2 separate regions of the Rattus norvegicus genome follow, and region 1 is linked to region 2. Evidence: chromatin contacts called from public Hi-C data. All regions are on one chromosome and are shown on one strand. Each heading gives the region's core, a stretch centred on a gene start, on an enhancer-like site or on the middle of the called end of the contact. The rest is flanking DNA. Distances are from core to core; before and after follow the strand shown.

Region 1 (6,887 bases), core at 4,288-6,787, 150 kb before region 2:
CCCAGGTGACCATGAGTTCTGCATTCACTGCCAGTCAGCTGAGTCTGGCCCCAGGCTACTTCTGCGGCTTCCAATGTGCGCTGTAGGGCTGTGTATACCTGGATGCCCTCTGTCATGCTTTCTGAAAAAGCTAGGCATGGTGGCGAACATCTGTAATCCCAGAACTCGAGAGGCAGAGACAGGAGGATTATCACAAACTCAAAGCCAGCCCAATCGACACAATGACATAATGAGTTTTTAGGCCAGCCAGCCAAGGACATCCACTGCCAAAAAAAAAATCAAACAATAAAAATCAGGAACAAAAGCTATCTACTCCATCTGAGAAGCTGTGAAATGCCCAGTAAAGGTGGTTCTAGAGAAAGAACAAAGGGTGACGGCCGTTGGGAGGGGAAACAGTGGTGGCTAACAGCTACTGCCTTGCTGCAGACTTGTGTGCCCCTCTCTCAGCATGAAGCCTATGATGACATAACAGGAGGTAGGGCCTTTGGCAGGTAATCGAGTCAGGAGGTCCTGCTCTTATGAGTGGGATCTTACGAGTTGCCCTTACAAAAGGGAATCAATTCTCTGGCCACTCCTGTTCTGTGAGAAAGGGCCAGTATCTGTGAGCCAGCGTCACATCCTCACTGGATATCAAATGTATTGGCTTCCAAAACAGCGAGCAGTAGCACTGAGCAGTAACTTTTTCCCCCCTAAGTTGCATTTATTTTTAATTGTGCTTCTGTGTATTATGTGCACACAGGAGTGGTTCCTGAGGAAGCCAGTTGTGATCTGCCTAATTCGAGTGCTCAGGAATTAAATCCAGGTCCTCAGCAAGACCAATACGAGCCATCTCTCCAGCATGGCGGTAACTTCCTACCGTGGGCATCAAACGGCTGGTTGATGGATTTTTGTGATATCAGTTAACTGAAGGAAAATGGACTTTTCTTTCTTTTTCTTTTTTTTTAAGGGGTCATGAAAATATTCTGAAGTAACATGACGATGGTTACACTACCTTGCAAATACACTGAAAACGTACATGATTAAAAGATCAGTTCTGTGTTAGGTGAATCACACCTCGAGATGACAGAGCTAAGCTGAGGTCTACGAGCTCTCTTTGCTGGGCAGCTGGGTTGAAAACTAGGGATATGTCCTGTAAGACATGGAATTCCAAGCTTGTAGGAATTAGCACAGACAGGTACAGAAAGAGGAAGGCTGTTGCTTCCAATCTCCGGGAGCTTCAGGGTTCGGCTCAATCACTCACTAATCCCCTGACTAAAGTGACTTTACCTCAGGACCCTCATGTGTAAGGTGAAAGTGAAAACTTTCCTTGGAGAGATGCTTTAAGGATTAAATGGAGCGAGTGTGTGTATAACTGAACGGTTCCTGGGACTCACCATATCCCAAGCAGAGTCATTGCTATGGTCAAAGTGACACAGCAGCCTAGGGATATCATGGTGAGGGCTGGGTGTCAGTGAAGATGACTTCTTCTCAGCGAGAACTATTAATCACTATGATTAATTATGGAAGACTAGATGCTATTGAGAAATTGAAAGGAGCCTAAAGGTAAGAGTACGGCCCAAGTTCACATCCAAACTGAGGTCACATGAAATGAGATGAAAGCACAAAGATTCTAAAGAGTCCCACAGTCTGGGAATCTGACATAATGCAGACTGAATATCCATGTTCATTTCAAAGATGGGTGTACACATGCCAAGGTAGCTAGTATTTATTAGCTAGCACGTGCGGACAAAACTAGCTCCCAGGTGAGGTCTGCTTACACCCTTCATCTTCAAGTGTGTGCTTGCTGGGCTGGGGAGCACGCAGAAGTCAGAGGACGGCTTCCTGGAGTTAGTTTTCTCCTTCTATTTTTAAGTGGATTCTGGAGATCAAATTCAGGCTGTGTGGCAAGCACTTTCCCCAGAGAGGCGCCTCGCGGATGCTGTGCTTACACTATCAAACTGATGTCAAAAAGACAGAAGTGCTCCATTCGTAAATCAGTGCAATGATTCAAGATGGTCTCTCATATATCTCAAGTTAGTCTTGAACTTACGTATCGACAATCTTGATTCTCCTCCTTCTACCTACCAACTGCTGGGATTTGCCATATCTAGTGAAATAATTTTTATACACTATACGCTATAGTGAAATAATTTTAAAACACCTTGTGGTACTGACTGAGGTAAAGTTCAAACATTTGCTAAGGGACAGGGTTAAGAGTCAGTGAAGGATTCCACACATGCAAGTGTGAGGACTCTAGTCCCATCCCCTGAGCCCACAGGTGTCGTCCTTGTTGTTTGTTTTGTTGATGTTTTAAAGCCAGGTGAGCACCTGTAATCCCAGCACTGTGGAAATTGAGATGGGAGGATCCCTGGGCCTTGCTGGCCAGCGAATGTAGATGAATCAGGGAACTGCAGGTTCAGTGAGGAACTGACTGTGTCTCATCAAGATGAAGAGTAAGTGAAGGGGACACCTGTCATTGACCTCTGACCCATACTGCACAAACACACATGAACACACACACACACACACACACACACACAATATCAAGCACAAAGTGACCCTCTGAGCCTCTAGTGGAGGAATGAAGTAAATGGGCCCAAGAGATACCTAATTCTAACTGAGCTGTTTGGAAGGTCGGGTGAGTCAGCTTGGTTCTGGTGCAGTGCCTGCTTGCTCCTCTAGAGGGCACACTGAACATTTCACTAACCAAGTAGTTGACCAGGGAAGGACACAGCTTAGTGGGGACAGGCTGACCTTACGGTTTGAAAGACTAACTTCATCCAAACCTTTAGGTGCCACAGATCTTGAAACAGGAGGGCAAAGCAGCACAAAGCTATTATTTCTTTGGCCAATTTTAAACATCAAGCCTGGAGAAGAGCCACACGGCCACCAGCCTGACATGGTGGCCCTGGCTCTGCCCCAAACAGGTACACACACAAGTAGATGTGGGATCTCTCCAAAGCCTCCTGTATGAAATGGAGTTATTATGTCTACCTGAAGGTCTTGCTGTAAGGGGAAGATGGGGGTGCTCACGTAAAGTACGTCAGAATATTTCAAAAGCAGCTATTTGATTGATTAATTACTTAATTAATCAATCAATTTATTTATTTTTAAGACACGGCCTTAGGCTCAATGGATTGAGATGAGTCAGTGATTAAGAGCACTGGCTACTCAACTATGACCACTGGAGTTCAGACCCCTAAACTAATGTCAGGAGACTCACAACGCCCGTAACTCCAGCTCCAAGGGATCCGCCCCATACAAGTGTGCACAGACACTAACACACACACATAATTAAAGTAAAATAAATATGTTTTAATACATGGCCTCACCGTGTAGCCCTGGATGTCCTCAAACGTCACACAATCTAGTTAGTTCCGGTTGTTCTTAAGTTGCAATCATTCTGCTCCCATACCCTGAGTGCTGGGGTTACCGCCACACACGTCTTCAAAGCAGTTTTATTTTGTGTGCCAACTCAGAGGGAACTGATTGATTAGTGATGTCTGCCATGGACAAAAGGCTGGACATGTGAGAGCATGGTGGTGAAGAGCAAGTCTCAGGGCTTCTTAGCTGGGTGGCACCAGGGAGACTGAGACCTACAGCAAATCATTTCACTCAATTCTAAAATGGGGCTCTTTGCTAGTCTGTCTTTCTTTCTCAGTGTACTGGCTGGCTTTGTGTGTCACCTTGACACAAGCTGGAGTTATCACAGAGAAAGGAGCCTTCCTAGAGGAAATGCTTCCATGAGACCCAACTGTAAGGCATTTTCTCAACTAGTGATCAAGGGGGGAGGACCCAGCCCATTGTGGGTGGAGCCATCCCTAGGCTGGTTGTCCTGGGTTCTATAAGAGAGCAAGCTGAGCAAGCCAGGGGAAGCAAGCCAGTAAGTAACATCCCTCCATGGCCTCTGCATCAGCTCCTGCTTCCTGACCTGCTTGAGTTCCAGTCCTGACTTCCTTTGGTGATGAACAGCAATGTGGAAGTGTAAGCTGAATAAACCCTTTCCTCCCCAACTTGCTTCTTGGTCCTGATGTTTGTGCAGGAATAGAAACCCTGACTAAGACACTCAGCCACTTTCTTTTGGGGAGATTTTCTTGATTAGAAGTTTAGAACAGGGGTTGGGGATTTAGCTCAGTGGTAGAGTGCTTGCCTAGCAAACGCAAGGCCCTGGGTTCGGTCCCCAGCTCCGAAAAAAAATAAAAAAGGAAAAAAAAAGAAGTTTAGAACAAATGAAATTTCATTTTTTTTTTTCAGAAAAATCTACCTTCCCTGGGAGAGATACTCCCCTGTCTCAACACCCTATTCAGACTGGAGGCCCCTGTGTAGCATGGGCCCTTTACTATACAATGGTGTGTATTTCACGTCATTCTCTACAGCCCCAACAGGATTTTCCTTTGACGATTTCTATGGCCTAACTTGAATCTGAAGTTTTCGATGAGCTGACACAGCCATGAAACCTTCCCCGCTTACCAAGAACGTCCATCTCTCTCCCCCTTCTGCTATTGGCATCTCCACAATGCCAAGAACCTCCCACCTCCAACCCGCACAAGAACCTTGGAAGGCACGGCTCGCTGTGGAGCAAGGCTGGCAGGCATGTTATAGTAAGTTCACTGTCAAAACGGCAACAGCTATGAGTTAGAGGTAATGACAATAGGTTTACAGTTGTCTGGTCGTGTACAAGACTCTGGAGGCTCTGCTGCTGCTGAGAAAATCCACTGCTGTGCAAACATGAGGACTGAGGCCCAGATCGCTGGACGGGCAGCCTAGCCAGAAAGCACTGTGCTCCAGGGAGACCCTCAGTGTCTCAAGGGAAGCGGGGAAAAAAGTGATTAGAGCAGGACAACCAATGTCTTCCGCTGGCTGTCAAACAAGCACACACAAGAACACACATTTGCATACATATGTATGCATCTGCATATAACACACACACACACACACACACACACACACACACACAAGCACATACAAACTCAAAGGAAAGGCATGAGCCTTCTGAAGAGAGGATGGTTTGTGGACACTGGGGTTTGACTCAAGAGCTCCTGGCCCCTGACCACCATGGGACTTGACTCTGGCTGCCTCTCCTGTCACAAGGAAATGATCCTGACACCTTGATCTGCTGGGCTCTGATCACCTGAAATGACCCACCTTCCCCGCTGTAACTTCCACCTTGGCTCTTCTGAGTAGCTCTACTGGCACAGACACACTAAAGGGAGCAAACATCCCCTAAATGGCATCTTTACAGGCCAAGGAGTTTGCTGGCTGTTGCCGGGGTAACCTGAGAGTCCTTGGAAACTCACCGAGAGCACATTTCACCACCCCCCTCCACCCTTGATGGACACAGGCTTTGAAGGAAAAACCAAAACCATTCCTCTGATACATACGAACCCATTTTCATTTGTTTCTCGTGTGTTTCAACGTATGCCCCTAATTCTGGTCAGAATACCTGGCACAGAGCTACAAAGCAGGGTTGCTGGGCTTCTTTGTTTGTTTCTACTCAAGGCTCTTGCAAGATAAATCATTGTGAAGTCAACACCTGTCCCTTTCCATAACTGCCCCAGGGAAGCCTCTCGGGGGGATGGAAACATCAGCCCTGGGTATGCCTGTCTAGTCTACAGATCACTGACTACTTAGCATTGTGTCCTGGTACTAGAAGAGGCCTCTCCACGAGGCTCACGTTGGACATGGCTGGCTGGGGTAAGCATGACAACAACAATCACTGAAATCCCCCTGAAGCTCTTTATGTCTCAATGTTTGCTCCTCAGAAACTCCCACAACACAGGCACAGTAAGTTCCATTTCATACAAGAGGAAACCGAGGCGGACAAGATAAGGGGCTCACATATAGTCACCCTGCTAGACTGCCACCAGGGAACTATGAGCCCAAACAGAAGAGCGTTTGACCCTAACTACACACACTAACACTTTCAGAACAGATGATTTCTGCTGAGAAAATACCAGAAGTGAACAGAAACGAATCCTTACAGGAAAACAGAGCGGCAATGATCACAGAGGAGAAAGGCTCCACAGATCTGTGAGAACAGGAAGCAAGACAGTTCAAGAACACTGGAGGCAAAGCCATGAATAAACAACTTTAAAACTCAGACACAAGATTTCAAAGTCACCTCGTATAGAATCAAAGAACAGTAATTTCTGAACTTTTCATTTAATTCCTCAGCTCTACAGGACTTTTGAACCTAAAAACCAAGATTGATTCAACACACACACACATACACCCACACTCACACACACACACACATACACACACTCACACACATACACACACACTCACACATACACACACTCACACATACACACACATACATACACACACACTCACATACACACACATACACACACTCACACACACACACACACTCACACACACTCACACATACACGCACATACACACATCACACACATACACTCACACACACTCACACATACACACACTCACACACACATACATACATACACACTCACACACACACTCACACATACACACACATACACACACTCACACACATACATACACACACACATTCACACACACACACTCACTCACACACACACAGGTGAAGGATTAATCAGATTCTGCTGAGCACGGTGGTGCAGTCTTATAATCCCAGAGGCATAGGCAGAGAGATCAGGAGTTCTGAGATAGCCCTGGGCTGCATGAGACACTATCTTATAAAAAGAAAGAAAAGAGAAAGAAAAATGAAAAAAAAAAGTCTAGATTAGTTTTAGTAGACCACGTTACTATGTTGTGGGAAAATTCCATCAGAAAAACAAAATAAGAAAAATAGTATTTTGGGAAATGTCTATACATCCAATAGCACTCAAATGACATATGCATGTCTGTCCACTTAATTAACATACGTGCTTTATTACACTTTTGTTTCCTTATGCTGT
Region 2 (6,720 bases), core at 748-3,247:
CTCTTCTGAGTGTATCTGCACGTATATGCACACAGATACAGACAATAAATAGAAACGTTTAAGTATAAATATGTTTCAAGTTCTCTAAACAAAGACCCAACTTTCTGCATAATGGACTGCTATGCAAGTGCAGTGTGAGGCTTATAGCACACAAACTCTGTAACTTCCTCTGGTGAGGGGCTTAGATTGGGTAGGGGAAGGGTTAACGAAGCCTCTAGGAAAGAAGAAGCCTGGGAGGAAGAGCTCCATGATTTTAAAACTCTCGACTCCACAGCACCCCATTTTAGGGGTGCTGGTGAAACTACCCACCAGACTGGTTGCTGCTTATCCCTGGAGAACTCAGTGTTCCTCCAGCAGCACCAGAAGTGCAATTAGCAGAACTGAGCTTGTGGGTGGAACATGGAGTAGGAGAGACAGCACCCTGGGTCCCTGCCCAGACTGTGGAGGATCTCAGGAATCAGGAGGTGGGTAAAGATGGCTCCAGACAGAAGGGTTTTTTAATTCCCAAAGCTCTCTGACACTAGGGAAACCAAACAGAAATCCAGGATACTTTTTCAGATTCCCAAGCCTGCTCTTTTAACCTAAAGATAGCCTATTCAAGCCATTAGGGGAGATGCCAATCCCCATGGGGCTTCTTCATGCAGATGTCCTGTGGCTGCTCCAAGACAAGTCCCAAGACAAGCGAAAATCCTTTGGTGAGCCCTGCCACATGTAATGTGTCTGTCTGGTTCTCCACAGACTTGCACAGGGAAGCCACACTTGTCTCATGCTGGGGAGATTCCTGCCTTCTAGCACTGAATGAGCTTACCCTGAACCCTGATGGAAGATACATGTTGCTCTGAATTCAGATCCCTGTCACGGGGCTTGTTCCAAACAGAGTCTAATAATTTTATTTTCTGACCAGGACGTCTGTAGGGGAGGGAGCCTCACACCTGGTAATCAAGGACTCTGCCTATATTCCAAGGCTTATGGCTCTTTAATTTGTTTTTGGTTTCTTTACCTATTTATTTTGAAACGGGGTCTCTATGTAGTCAACCTGTCTTGGAACTCCCTATGTATACTGACTGGCCTCAAACTCACAAAACTCGGCCTGATTCTGCCTTCTCTTCCTTTAATTCTACGGCTAAAGGCATGGGCTACCACAGCCAGCGGTGGCTTCTTGAGGAAACTACTACAGAATCTCTTAAGTCCTTTCAGCTCCTAAAATTGATGATTTGGAGGACAGCCAACCACAATATTACCCCTGGTATCCTATAGCTGCCATTTTCATCTCTCTCACTGGGGGGTGGGGGAAGGGGAAGTATCCCCCCGCCCCCATACTAAAGTCAGCGTACTGGACGCAGGGTCAGTGGACGCTTTTCTGATTTTGGTTTGGTTTACCTTTTTGAGATGGGGCTTCTCTGTAGGGTCTGCTTTGTAGACCAGGCTGGCCCGTACTCACCACCTGCCTCTCAAGTGCTGGGATTAAAGACATGAGCCACCACTCTAGGCTACAGCTTTGTGGCTACAGACAGAGGAGGTCAGCTTAAATTTCAAGCTCCTAGGATCATCTCTTAAAAGCCTCACTTCCTGTTTTTGCTGGGGGCTGGCCCAGGAGAAAATAGCCCTCTAAAAACAGCAAGCACCAAATTCTCTGTGATGTACTTTCCACAGCACAAGGCCTCTGTGGGTCCTGAATCAGAACTCTGCAGGTCCCCTCAGGGCTTCAAAGTAGTCAGTACCACAGCTTCCGAAGGGTAGAGCCTCACCAACAACGGCCTTCAGGACACAGCCTTGTCCCCTGGGTAACTGGGCCGGCTTCGGGCTCCTAGGTGTCCCCTGGCTGGAGGGTGAGGGTGACCGCCTGGAAGGACGCTTCCCGGGGATGTCTGGGACCTGCGGGGCTGGCGTGCAACTACCTCGCGTCCACTAGATCTCGGATACAAGACAAAGCTCGGGCTCGGACACGAGGGAGTTGAAGGGATCTTGCAACCGAACGCCCAGTTCCCGCCTACCCGAGACTCAGTGGAGCCTCCAGGAAGCTCCGCAACCCGCTTCCACGTCTGCGCACGCGCTCTGTCAGCACGGGCAGTGTCAAGAGTTAGCCGCTAGGGGGCGCGACGGAGCAAATGCGGCTGTGCGCATGCGCACCAAGACTGCTGCCTTGTGAACTTTGTTTCCTGCGCGTAGTGTTTAGCTTGCAACCTGCTCTGTGGCTGATGCCTGTAGGGCCAGGGCCGAGTGACTGCCCCGTAGGTGGTGAGCCCCACATCAGGAAGACAATGAGTGAAAGAAGCCTGGCTTGAGAGACTAGCCACGTTCATGAGGAGCCCTACTTCCCCCCACCTTCAGGACCCGGGTTCAGAACTGGCCTCACCTTCCTCATTAAGATCAGGAGGCGAACCTGGGAAGATGGCCAAGGCCAGGTACAGCCACAGAGTCTCTGGCTGTTTTAGAGGAACCAGCTTTAGCTACAGAAAGGATGCCAACTGCAACCCGTGCGTTCCACAAGTGCATCTCTCCCTGCCCTGTCCATCTGTGACCGTGCAGAATCGGGAGGTGGAGGACCAATAGCAGTCCTGTGTTTTCACAGGGACGCAGGGGCAGGAACACATTCATTACACCCTTGCCTTCGCACACACTGCCCCCTGTTAGCTGGCTTCGTGAGGTGGACTATCCCAAAATGTCACAGGGAACCAGAGACCGGTCTGGATTGGGCTTCCTTAGTGCCTACGTGGAAACAAGGTGCAGCCCGGGCATACAGAGTCAGGTTGATGGACTGAGCTTTTCCTCCAGGTCCTTAGTTGTTAGGAGTGGGACAGAGTTAAGAGAAAACAGACTCCAATACATCCTAACCAACAGGTCCAGGAGCAAGCAGGAAACTCCTGCTGGATCTTCTGTTTTTTCATGCTGTTCTCTGCCCAAGAACTTTAAGTGGCCTAGACTCCCTGGTCTATTTCATTTAAAGCCCAGTTTCCTCTCCTTGATTGATCTGTCCTTTATACATCTCTGCCACAGAAGCGTTCACCTTGCTGTGAGTACAAACCCTCACCTTCCCCAGGATCTCGTCCTACAATCCTGTCCAGTCATCAAAGAATAGCTGAAGTTGCTCTCCCCCTACGAAGCTGGTCTCCGTTGCTGGTATTCTAGAGAAGAGTCCTGATTTTATGGAAATACCCCTTTCAACAAAAGTAATACACTACTGTTCAAACAAAAATTTAATGATGTCAGTTCATTGGTTCTTTACAAATGAGAAAAAGGAAAAAGACTTGAGAACTGAGGCGGGAAAACCACTTTATCCCAGGCATTCGAGACCAGCCTGACAGCATAACAAGACCGCATCTCAAAACAAGTGGGCGGGGCTGGAGAGACGGCTCAGCGGTTAGGAGCACCGACTGCTCTTCCAGAGGTCCTGAGTTCAATTCCCAGCAACCACATGGTGGCTCACAACCATCTGTAAAGAGATCTGATGCCCTCTTCTGGTGTCTGAAGACAGATACAGTGTGCCAGCATACATTAAATAAATAAATTTAAAAAAAGAAAAAGAAAAACAAGTGGGCAAGAAAGTCTTTTGTCCTGATCATATGGTTTGGAAAAATGTCATCTTATTCCTGGGGTCTTCCCTGATCACTGCCCTTCCTATGCTTTGGATCCCCAGTGCATAGTCATTTCCCAAGATTAGAACTTATGAATCTGAAAGTTCCAAATCTTTTGAAATAGTACTGAGAAAGCCACTAGCACCAGAATTAATGGAAATATAGCAGATAGTTCCCACTCTTCACAAAAATTATCTTTTGTTTGTTGCTTTTTAATTTTATTTTTCTTATGGGCTGTGTGTGTGTGTGTGTGTGTGTGTGTGTGTGTGTGTGTGTGTGTTTGAGACAGTCTCAAGCTATAGCCTCCTGAGTGCTGGGCTTACAGACACAAGCCACCACACCAAGCTCAAAGTCACCTTTATTAGTGTATGAGAAACACATACTATGTACCGTGGGTTAAGGCTCCAGGTCAGCACACATCAGTGGTGATAGGCTATAGTAGAGTTAAGCCTGGTAGCACACACCTGTAATCCCACCAGTTGGGAAGCTGGGGGCAGGGAGAACCATGAGTTTGAGAACAGGCTAGGCTACAAAGCAAGTTCAAGGTCAGCCTGGGCTACATAATGAAAGTCTAGCTCAAAAAGATCTTTTTCTAATGTATGTGTTTCTTAAGATTTTTTTCTTTGACTCTTTTTCTTCTGTTTGTTTGTTTTCTCGTATTCTTGCTTGTCTGTTTTTATTTTATCTTATTGTTTTAGATTCTTATTTGTTTTCTAATGTGAGAGAGAAAGAAAAGGTATGTATTTGGGTGGGTTGAGTATTTGGGAAGAGTTGGGGGAGGGGAACTATAAACAGAATATATTGTATAAAAATCTATTTTCAAGGCCTGGAGAGATGGCTCAGCGGTTAAGAGCACTGACTGCTCTTCCAAAGGACCTGAGTTCAAATCCCAGCAACCACATGGTGGCTCACAACCATCTGTAATGGGATCTGATACCCTCTTCTGGTGTGTCTGAAGACAGCTACAATGGACTTACATATAAAAAAAATACTTTTTTTAAAAAAATCTATTTTTAAGAAAAAGAAGAAAATAATATAGTGAGGATGGCAAGCTGGCTCAACCAGGTTGGACAACCAGGAGGACAAGACCTGCTGATCACACTGCATACAGTTCTAGGCCACTAATCAGTTGTTGTTGTGGTTGTTTTCTGTTGTCTCCTCCTCATCACCTTGATGATCTTTTAGAGAACAATGTCTTTGTATTAGGAGAAGCCCAGGCTTTGTGTCATGTCACTGAGGGGAATTGGCCAGTACCTGTGAGATGTCTAAGGCCAAGACACACATGCAAAGCCAGGAGCTGACAGAGAGTTGTTCATTGAATGCCTCTTCCTGGATTTCCATCCTAGGTGGGCTATCCAGGTACACACACACACACACACACACACACACACACACACACACACAGTCACACACACACAGAGTCACACATGCACACACACACATGCACACAGTTTCACACACACACACACATGCACACAGTCACACACACACAATCTCACATACACACACACACACACACACACACACACACACAGAGTCACCTTCTCCTCCAGCATCTATTCATTCACTCCAGTAGCACACTAATGAAGGGCTGTGCCCAACACTGTCCTAGATACTTAGGCATGTTTTGGCCACAAAAGCACACATCTCACTGGCTTCTCAGTTCCCCCCGACTTCATTTGAATGCTTTTTTGAATCCCATGTGGTGTGTGTGTGTGTATGTGTGTATGTGTACATATATGTATATGTGTGTGTAACATGTTAGATGACATGTACATATGTCCTTACAAAATTCTCTCCATTCCCATCCTCACCTTTCCTGACTATGTTTGGAATGGCCTTTGGCTCTGCCTTCTCCACTTTCTGTTTCTTTCTCAACGCCCATAGTGGCAACCCTGAGCTGTGGAAAGGACAAATTCGAGGGAGAACTCAGCCTGTTACATGTATTTTCTTTGAAAAAGTCCTTGTTGCTTGCCTTCCGTCTTCCAGAGCAAAACTGTGTTTCTGGCGTAGGCAAGAGAGAGAGAGGGGCCAGGCTGCAGCAGGTGAGCAGGGCAGGCTGTCCAGGCTGCAGCGGGTGAGCAGGGCAGGCTGTCTAGGCTGCAGCAGGTGAGCAGGGCAGGCTGTCCAGTTGTTCAAAGCAGACCTACATAAGGTGAGCCTGGGAGAACATGGCCAACTTGTCCAGCCCTAGGATCAGATGCTCAAAGCCAGAGAACCCACTGGCCTCAGCCACTGACTGGCACCCTTCCTGGTATAACTATATGGGTTATGGCCTAGGTTTATGGGCCCTGATCTCCCTTTTGGGTTCCTTCCAACCGTCCACCTCTTCCCCAGAGCCCATGTCTTTCCCTTTCAAATTTGTTCATATGCTGGGTTATGAAACCTCTTGGGAGGATCTCAGAGCAGAAAGCTTCCAAATTAAGGGAATCCTGTTCTTATCAGGAGACCAGAAACTGTGAAATGTGGTAGGTTGTACTGGCTTGAGGAGTTGAGACATGTTCAAAATACACATGCCCACACCTGTAGAGGGATGGACACTTTCTGGAACAGCCAGAGGACGGTGGCCATCCTTACCATCCCAGCACACTTTACTCCATCCAGCCATGGAGGTCAAGAGCTGCCTGTATAATAGAGGGCACCAACCAATTGGTTCCATTATCTGCACTCTTTCTGTGAAGGACCTGGGGGTAGACATTTCTAGTGAACCCTATTCAAAAGGGATGCCCTGGATATTGGGAATAATGAACTAAGGTTCTACTGGGAAAAAAATTATTTGGGTTTCCCATAGTACAACAGTAGGCCTTGGCCTCTATACTACTATCAAGAAACTGAATTATCTTCCATACCCAGGAGGCTAGGTGCTTTACCAAAAGAGGCCCCGGAAAACATTTAAAACAGGGGCAGATGTTTATGAATTTCCAAATTATCCTCCAGAAACTTGAAAATGAGTATACTCAGGGCTGGAAAGATGGCTTGACGGTTAAGAGCACTGGCTGCTCTTCCAGAGGTCTTGAGTTCAATTCCCAGCAATCATATGGTGGCTCACAACCATCTGTAATGGGATCTGATGCCCTCTTCCAGAATACAAGTGTATATGCAGATAGAGTGCTCAGATACAGAAAATAAATGTAAGGAAGGAAGG

The links. Hi-C and Micro-C count contacts between places; a contact is called where the count stands out from the background.
Region 1: a Hi-C map of liver shows a contact between it and region 2, with 5 times the contacts expected there. The contact joins two enhancer-like sites. A contact is called at or near these places in 12 of 12 Hi-C or Micro-C datasets (the A7r5 cell line, the Rat2 cell line, Schwann cells and 7 more) and 1 of 1 datasets of contacts at active chromatin or transcription factors (oligodendrocytes).

Annotation. Positions count from the first base shown.
Region 1 is chr10:11,733,006-11,739,892 of GRCr8, reverse strand. The region is part of intron 3 of Adcy9 (adenylate cyclase 9); the gene reads right to left. Among named protein-coding and RNA genes, the nearest start is that of Adcy9, 91 kb to the right of the region's middle. Within about 2 kb of position 5,537, at least 2 of the 93 cell types and tissues checked have an H3K27ac peak or open chromatin away from gene starts, as enhancers often do.
Region 2 is chr10:11,584,623-11,591,342 of GRCr8, reverse strand. No RefSeq gene overlaps it. Among named protein-coding and RNA genes, the nearest start is that of Srl, 48 kb to the right of the region's middle. Within about 2 kb of position 1,997, at least 69 of the 93 cell types and tissues checked have an H3K27ac peak or open chromatin away from gene starts, as enhancers often do.